3 separate regions of the Mus musculus genome follow, and all the other regions are linked to region 3. Evidence: chromatin contacts called from public Hi-C and promoter capture Hi-C data. All regions are on one chromosome and are shown on one strand. The core of a region is the stretch at or near the end of the contact, and the rest is flanking DNA. Distances in the headings are between cores, read along the strand shown.

Region 1 (2,813 bases), core at 136-2,635, 520 kb after region 3:
ATTCTCTGGCTGTAAATACTGCCTTCGACACAAGGTTAAAGCCGTGTGCTTGCAGCTTGGAGAGAGCAGAGGAGATAATGTCAACTTTAATTCCTGTGTTTTTCCAAACACAAAGATTAGGCCAAAGGTCACAAGTGGAAATGAAATAAAAATGGAAAACAGATGTTAGGAAGCCCACTGGTAATGGAAACACAAGAGGCAATGAAAGTTACTGAAAGGAAAACACAGCTAAAAACATGCACACAACCCAGAGAGCAGGGTCTCAGGGAGGTTTTGTTTTCATAACGATGTGTTTTAAAAAGCCCGACTTTTTAATATTTCCTACAGTGATTTAATTTCTTATACTTTTTTCCTTCCCTATCTAGAGGCAGAATTCAGCAGATGGCAGAAACCACCCTCTCCAATACCCTGAATAGTCAATGTACCCCAAGTATGCACACTGTCACAACCGGAGGTCAGTTGAAAGGGGACGTTTGTCTTCCAATTGGCAGGTTGCCACTTTCAAAGGTGCATCCATTCTTAAGCCAGCTTCCTGTTCAGCTCTGGGCCTGAGACCTGGGCGTCATCAGGGACAAGTCTGTTCTGGGAGAACAGCTGCTGGGGTGGAATTTCATTTAGATTACAATGCACGTCACAATTGTAGTTCTCTCTCTCTCTCTCTCTCTCTCTCTCTCTCTCTCTCTCTCTCTCTCTCTCTCTCTCTCTCTCCCTCTCTCTCTCTCTCTCTCTGTATTTAAAAGGAAGCTCTGTATTTTGGTGTGTGCTGACTTTTATAGTTGATCTCCAGCCAATAAAAAGAGGAAGATGTTAGAAAGTCAGTGGAAATACCTAACTCTATGTATGATATTTTGGAATGCTATAAACAAATACGCATCGGACATCTAGAAAGTACCCTGAGGCTTTTGCCTGTGTTATCTTTTAAAAAGTCAGACGAGTCATAAAACAAAAACAAAACCACATTGTAACATGGCTGAGAAAGTTCTAGCATTTAAAGTAAAACCAGAAAAGAAAGACAATTAAACACACACATCCCCCAGCTTGTCCTCCTACCCACAGGCTCCTAGGGAGCCTTCCTGGGGCTGCTGTGCGTCTTTCTGGCTAATATCGACCAACTGACTGAGGACGGCAAAGGGGAACTGGCACACCTTGGCGGCAGGTATGTAATTAAGAGGAGGTAATTAAGGATCATTGCTGGGTGCGCTGACAGCGGGCATGTAATTACGAAGGAAGAAGAATCAGAACAGGAGCCAGGACGTGAATGCCAAAGTATGCTCAGAAACCTGGACCCTAAAATCACTTCCTCTGTGGGAGGCAGGTCATTTCAGTCCTGTGCTTTAAGAGCTGTGCTGGCATGGACCAAGGATGAGCCCAGAAACGTTTGTGTCCGGCCTCGGCAGCCTTAGCAAATCATCTCGTCTTTTCATTGCTCATCCCTCCCTCCCAGACACGGTCCAAGACATTCCATTTTTATGTGCGTTTGTATTTTCTCAGGAACAGACACATTAACAGGATGGGTTTAACCATAGTTCAGTTTATTTACGATCCTCTGGTTAAATGTTAATAGCCTCAAGTCAAGGATCTAACGCAAGAATTTGGAGCCGGGGATTTTGCAGGCTGTATTTAGTGACCACTCAACAGCATTAATATCCAGCTGTTTATTTTATTTTGTTTTATTTCAAATCACACATGTGGAGGGGGTTGGGAGGTACATGCCCATGAGTGTAGGTGCCCAGTGGAGCCCAGAAGCTCATGTCAGTTTCCCTGAAGCTGGAATTACAGGTGGCTGTGAGATGCTTGACATGAGTCATGGCAACTGAAATCAGGTCCCCTTCGAGATCCGGAAGGATTCTTAACCACTGAGCCATCTCTCTAGCCTCTCTCCGGGTTATTGAATACTAGGCACCATTCTAAGGACTGCTGATGAGCTAATAATCCCTTTAATCCTTATGAGACCGATGCCTGGCAGTTTCTGTCAGTAGCATCCCCCTTCTTAAAGCGAACTTCTAGGCAGGGTAACATCACAGAATTTGCCCAAGGTCACATGTCTGATGAGTGGCTGAGTAGGGACTGACTCCTAAGTGTACTCTCCTGGCCACCATACTGTTTCTTTATCTTTTCACAGTTTCCATGAAAGTCCTTTTTTGACTATTTCCTACTGGGGGTCAAACTTGTTAGATTAGATTATTAGACTATTATTGCATGTCTATATGAGGGATGGAATTCCCCCCACCCCCAACTTCCTAAGTCATCTTAATGCACTGGATAAAGAGCTTGAGCTGCCACACACGCCATCTATTGTATGTTTGTGTGTGTGTGTGTGTGTGTGTGTGTGTGTGTGTGTGTGCTTGTGTGTTCCTTGTCAAGTCTTTCTGCTGGAGTATGGATAACCTATTGTCTCAAGTCATAGCCAAGCTCTGATGAGGTAGAATTCAAACTCTAATGTAAAAGTCAAGCGCTGATCGAAGATGCCTAACAAAGTTAGCATCTGCATCCTAGGAGTTAATGCATTCCGAGGGGGGAGGGGATGGGAAGCTCAGGGAGACTGGGAAACTCAGCTAAGGAGAAGCCAAGAGTCAGCACAGCATGAAGCAAAAACAAGCAAACAAACGAAGCGACACACCCCTGCATCCTCTCCACAGAGCCTGCAAAGCCAGAAGTTCACCGCACATTGGTCTTGCCTCAGACACCAGTAATCTTTATTAAGACATAACAACATTATTCCTCAATTGTCTTCTTCCGGTTGGCCAGCTGTGGCCACTGAAGGCAGATTAACCAGAACCTGATGGGTTTGAGCCCCTGTTCAACATTGCTGG
Region 2 (2,791 bases), core at 81-2,580, 540 kb after region 3:
ACATATGATGATGTCAGAGGCAGATACTCTCATTCTCTGCCCACTTCTCCTGAGACAAGACCTGTCACAGAACCTGAGACTAGGTTGGCCACTAACAAGCCCTGCAATGTTCTTGTCTCTGTTGCACACAATGCTAGGGCTACAGTTGTGTATGTCCATGCCTGGCTGTTTACTTGAGTGTTGGGATCCAAACTCAAGTCTGAATGCTTACACAGCCCACGCTCTTACCTGCTAAGCATCCTCCCGCATAAGCAGTATGCTTTCATAAAGTCTTAGTACCCTCTTTCTTTTAAAAAGGCTATGATTTTATTTCTTCATTAATAATCGAGTAATTAGCAGACTTACTAAGATCTATTAACATGCATTTACTTTGTATAAGTAAGGTCTGAAGAAGTAGCTATCCATCTTATAGTATCTGGTTATAACCCTTTCATTATTCAACTTTGAGATTTCTCTCTGGCTACAACTGTAGTAACAGTATAGCAGAAAAGAAACAGGAATGGACAGAGGTTGAAGACAGCAACATAGCACACAGATGACATCTCTTCTCTGTTTCTCCAGCCCAGCTACATCATGAAGAACAGCGAGTGAGAAGTCACACCATGCTGAGATGATGTGAGCACATAGTCTCTTTGTCCTCTCCTCAGAGGCTTCTACGTGTCAGGATATGATTGGATCAACATTCCACTTGGTCCCCAGCAGAGAATATGATTGACAGGGAACCTATTTCATCATTTGCTTTAAAATCGTGGTTATCGCTCCTTTTATATTTATCTGGGTTTCGCGGATTACTGCACTTATAAAGGATTAGGCATTTTTTCTGCTTGCATCAGAGGTATGTAAGGAGAATGCCTGCGTGGTTCCAGGCAGTAGATGATTTCCTTGGCACCTGACCAGAGCGAGGCTCAGCCACGAGTATTTATTACTCATTAACACAGGGACCATTCAGCTCTTGGGTCAACTCAGATACCGGAAAACTGACTGCTTTGGCGCATTTAAAACCTGAGAACAAATATATATAATTTTAGGTCCCTCTGCTGAGTTACCTGCAAAAACCATTAGGTGGGATAATGAATCCAGCAGGTGGACACCAGCTGATACTTTGCACAGTGTTACATTTTATTAGAGAGGATCTGGCATTTCCTCGTTGAGGCAGAGCCAGCCATTTGTTGATTCAGGCATCAAAGATACAGCCTTGTCTTTTGGGTATAAAACCTTGCCTCTCAATATTGCACATATCTAGCCAGGAGTGTTTCCCACTGATTCAAGTGCATGCGTTAAGAGAGAGCTTCACCTGCACAGCTAACATGAATAATGCAAAGGAATCGACTCTCCTTTGTTTGCACTGTGGAAGACAAATGAAGTTCTAACCAAGAGACTTCTACAAACAGAACAAGTAATGGTGAGGTTGGCACGTGAGTGTGTGAAGGAAGGCACTCCGAGGTCTATGGCTTGCCTCCAGCATTTTGTGCCTTCCCAGGAAGGACCCGCCGGCTCATTGTTTCAGACATTCTAAGCTATAGCAGCGCACCTGGACTAGAGCAAACAGTCACTGAGCGGGAAGAAACAGGATGATCCAGAGAAAAGACTGACAGGGGAGTAAACTAAGAAGTTGGCAGGAAGAAGCAATACAAGGGGAATCTGGAAATGCATAAGCATAATTCTGATGAGGAAGACACCCAATTACCTGTTAAAAAGACAAGTGAGTGGGGAGGAAGGATATGGCGAAACCAGAGAAGTTAGAGTATATTAAAGGAGACACATTTAAATTATTAAGAGAAGGCATAGTTAGTACAGCACTAAAGTATTTGCTTTGAAAGTATGAAGACCCAAGCTTCCATCCAAGAACACATAAGCCAGCCTTCGTGGCGCCCACTTGTAAATCCAGTACTGCAGGGGCTGAGACATGAAGATCGCTGGGATTCCTTGGCCAGCCAGCCTAGGCTGTGTAGCCAGTACCAGGCCAGTATGAGATCCATTCTCAACAGAGCCCGTACTCCCTGGGCATAAGGGCAGCAGACAGGCTCAGGTCTAATGTGTTGTTTTTCTTGGGGTCTGGGACACAAATGTTAATGTGACTGGTGGCTAATCAGTGTGTATAAAACAAGTCAATAATTTGTGATTCTTTTATCAGAGTCCTCTCTGAATGATGTGCTTGGTTTCTGCTGTTCTTGGATTCCTTAGGAGCAGACATCAGACTAACCTTCTCTACCACAAGGGCCGACACTCGCTCGACAGCTTCAGTTTGTTGACTGACTCTTAGATGTCCTGGAGATGTTAAGCGTGTCAGCTCATGCTAATCTAAGCTTTTGAAAAACAATGCTTATGATGTGGTTTGTAAAAGTGAGGATTATGCTGGTAGGAGCGTTACTCTGTAGTGAATATGATTATTCCTGTCCTCAGACTCAAATAAGAAATCTCCAGAAACATAAGACATTGAATCGTCTTTCTTTTCTGTTTATATTTTAAACTGAAGACTTCAAAATATTTAAATTATACCAACTGCAGGCCAATCACAAGAGGCTTGGACTATACATACTTTGAAGTTAGAGCCGGGAACTTGGGTTATCAGCTTGCAAAACCATCTGTTACATTCTCCACACACGATTTTCTTTGCACCCTGGAGTTAGTGTCTACAGAAGGCGCTGGAGTTGAGTTTAATTAGAAATTGAAACAAATGTGATGAAAATCCAAAGTCGGTGTTGGCTTATCATATTTCTGCTAGAACCTGACATGCTTGCCCATGGCAGGATCACAGGAACACAGAATGCTGGCATAGGAGTCCGATTAG
Region 3 (2,700 bases), core at 159-2,658:
CACTTCTGGAGTGGTGCTTAGATTATCATCTCCCACTGGGAAAAACTATCTAAGTATGGCAAATGCCTGTGCCCATCCATATACGTGCACATATCAGAGGATGAACTGATTCGATTCTCCTACTGGTGAAAGTGTTGAAGTCTAAGCACTTATAAGCAGGAGAGATGATGTTAAATAGCCTTGTTTGAAGATTAAACAGCATTAGAGTCGCTAACTTGCCGTGTTTGTTGCTCACAGAATAAAGATCATTTGTGGTTTCCTGGTTATGTGAAAGGATCTTTTCCATTCCATGCTAAATTTCCATGCTATGCCTTCAGTTTGAAAAACAGGCTGTTCTAACAAATCAGACACTTATCCCAAAGTGAGGGGGACTCCTTCACACAAGCATCCTTTCAGATAACTGGGTTCACCGTTCAAAGCCAGTGATGTACCAGTGATGTGTTCCTACTGAAAACTGCAAAGCTCTGTGGGTAGATGCAAGCACTGGCACCCATCCCGGTTAGGAAACCGTTTTGCTTGGCAAAGCATGTGGCAGAATCCAAGTAGCAGCAAAACTAAGGTTGCAAGGTAGCACACAGTGAGGCTGTCAGTGTTTACTAAGAGTTAAAGGCGTGGCCGACACCGTGCTAGGCGCTGCGAATCCCGTGTCAGTCTCAGGGGCAAGCATTCAGGGTTCGGGCCGGGACGTGGCTGAGGGCACTTCCAGGTCACAGCGAGAGGACCGCTGGGTGTCCTTTCAGCTTTCACCTCAGAGCCCACACGCTCCGCCCTGGTTTCCGGGGCCCGAGACCCGCACTTGCCCTGCAAGAGCCTCCGGAAGGCGGCGGCATCCAGCCCGTGCAACGTATGGTGCCGCGACAAGTGCACCGAGACGCCCCCAAATCTGTCCAGCTCGCCTTGTAGCTCGGCCCCGCAGGAGCCCGGGGTCTCCAGGCCGCCCGAGGCTGTGCGCCGCCCCGGCCGGAGCCTGGCTCCGCCCGCGTAAAGCAATGTGGAGAACCAGTAGCGGGTCCTCCTCACCCACCACATGGCTGCACCTAGCCTTTCCGTTCTCCCCTTCCCGCCCCGCCCACATCGCCTGACGTAGCATCTCTTCCCTGTCGCACGCCCCGCCCCTTCCAGCCCTGCCCGGTCTACCACGCCAGACGTAGCCTGGTCTCATCCTGGGCGCACGCCCCGCCCCTTCCCGCCCCGCCCACATCGCCTGACGTAGCCTTGTCTCCTCCAGGGAGCACGCCCCGCCCCTTCCCGCCCCACTCTCGTGACCCCGTGCAACCTCACCTCTTTCCGGCGATCGCCCCGCCCCATCTCGCGGCGAACACTCTCAGGCCTCTTCCGGAGCTCGCTCCGCCCCTTTTCGCTGGGAGGAGGGCCGACCGTAAACTCTCGAAACGTGTCTCCACCCGCTAAGCTTGAGCTGGACTTGCCATTTGGTAGAGCTTAGTGGAGCTGACTGTCCTCGACGGGTCTGGAACAGAGAGGAGAAACTTTCGGATTTTGTTGTTGTTACTTTAAGCCCAACCACATTCGCTTCGGGACTAGGCAAAGCAGCGGAACAGCCGAAGTCCACTTTTCAAGGGTTCATAACGTCAACGGCGGTGCCTACGCCTAGCCCTTCTTTCTTTCCGAAACGGTGTCTTGCGAGACCCTCGCTCTCCGCCTCCGCCTCGTGGGTGGCGCTTCTACGCGGAGCATTACGGCGTGCGCGCCGCGCCGCTGACCTCTGACCCGGAAGTTTGATCCCCGTGCCGCGCACGTTGAGCCGGCTCGGGGCTGCTTTTCTCCGACAGCCTGCGGTCATGTCTTCCAAGAAGAACCGAAAGCGGCAGAAGGAGGGCGCGGAGGGCGCCTCGCCCTCGCTCTCTGCGGCTCCGTCCCGCTCAGGGACCTCGACTCCTTTCGCCCAGCCGAGCCCGGCGGCGCCGGGGATGCTGGTGGTGACCAACTTCCTTGAGAAAGGTGAGGAAAGCGCGGGCAGCCGCGGGGCTGAGGCGCCTGAGGGGAGCGCGGCGTGTGGAGGTGGGCGTGACGCGGGAGCCCGCGGACCGCCAGGCGGCCCGGCCCGAGGCGCCCGCCCGGCCCTCTTTGCAAAAAGTTGAGGATTGCCTTTTTACTTTTTCCTCTTTCATACGTACTTCGGGAGCACTGGCGATGGCGTACGCCACGGGACCTTGACTAGCAACCCTCGAGGTGGCCTTGGCTCCTTGGAGACTCACTGTCCAGTCAGCCCGGCAAAAACGGTTCTTACCTAGTGAGCCTAGCCTGCGCTCAAACGCTAACTTGTGACGATGAACGCGTACTGCCTAACAGCGCTCTGGCTGTAGGGACAACGGCAGCGTTTAGTTACTGCTGTTGACTAGTCGCACCCTGGTGTTAGTCCTAAGTTATCCCGTCACGTGTGCCGCTCCTCTGGTTTTTCACAGAAACTGTGGTCAAAATGAGTACGGAAAGGTCAGGTCCCCATCTCACAGATCAGAAAAGGCTAACGGAGTCGCATATCAGGTACCCAGGCACCAGTGGCTGGCAGAGTCCGTGTTGGAGTACAGGTCTCTTTGATTCCGGAGCTGTTTGTCTGAGATGAGTTTTGTTGGCTTGGTGAATGGACAGACTTCACGTCTGAAAAATGAGCTACTTGGTAAACCTTTTAGCTTGTATGATGTGTAGTGGTTCTGAAAAGTGGAGCAGACTGACGAGGGACAT

Evidence for each region. Promoter capture Hi-C pulls out the DNA fragments that hold promoters and counts their contacts. Hi-C and Micro-C count contacts between places; a contact is called where the count stands out from the background.
Region 1: a contact with region 3 is called in a Hi-C map of uterus, with 2.6 times the contacts expected there. The contact joins the enhancer-like site here to the promoter of Spata5 in region 3. A contact is called at or near these places in 3 of 39 promoter capture datasets (the 3T3-L1 cell line and hippocampal neurons), 2 of 484 Hi-C or Micro-C datasets (muscle stem cells and uterus) and 4 of 115 datasets of contacts at active chromatin or transcription factors (the 230-238 cell line, large pre-B cells and pro-B cells).
Region 2: a contact with region 3 is called in a promoter capture Hi-C map of hippocampal neurons, with 3 times the contacts expected there. The contact joins the enhancer-like site here to the promoter of Spata5 in region 3. A contact is called at or near these places in 8 of 39 promoter capture datasets (3T3-L1-derived adipocytes, the C10 cell line, the HPC-7 cell line and 4 more), 1 of 484 Hi-C or Micro-C datasets (uterus), 5 of 115 datasets of contacts at active chromatin or transcription factors (acute myeloid leukemia, embryonic limb bud, large pre-B cells and 2 more) and 2 of 9 other capture datasets (adipose tissue and macrophages).

The regions. Positions count from the first base shown.
Region 1 is chr3:37,934,991-37,937,803 of GRCm38.p6, forward strand. Gm20755 (predicted gene, 20755) reads left to right here. Exons shown (of 4, transcript NR_040559.1): 2 at 366-454. Among named protein-coding and RNA genes, the nearest start is that of Gm20755, 38 kb to the left of the region's middle. Within about 2 kb of position 1,386, at least 54 of the 459 cell types and tissues checked have an H3K27ac peak or open chromatin away from gene starts, as enhancers often do. A contact at or near this core is called in muscle stem cells and uterus, where this site is marked.
Region 2 is chr3:37,961,616-37,964,406 of GRCm38.p6, forward strand. All of the region lies in intron 2 of Gm20755 (predicted gene, 20755), which reads left to right. Among named protein-coding and RNA genes, the nearest start is that of Gm22899, 32 kb to the right of the region's middle. Within about 2 kb of position 1,331, at least 41 of the 459 cell types and tissues checked have an H3K27ac peak or open chromatin away from gene starts, as enhancers often do. A contact at or near this core is called in pancreatic cancer cells, where this site is marked.
Region 3 is chr3:37,418,542-37,421,241 of GRCm38.p6, forward strand. Spata5 (spermatogenesis associated 5) reads left to right here and starts at 1,409. Exons shown (of 16, transcript NM_001163511.2): 1 at 1,409-1,959. The coding sequence starts at 1,800. It overlaps Nudt6 (nudix (nucleoside diphosphate linked moiety X)-type motif 6), which reads right to left and starts at 1,055. Exons shown (of 5, transcript NM_001291044.1): 1 at 801-1,055. The coding sequence starts at 1,029.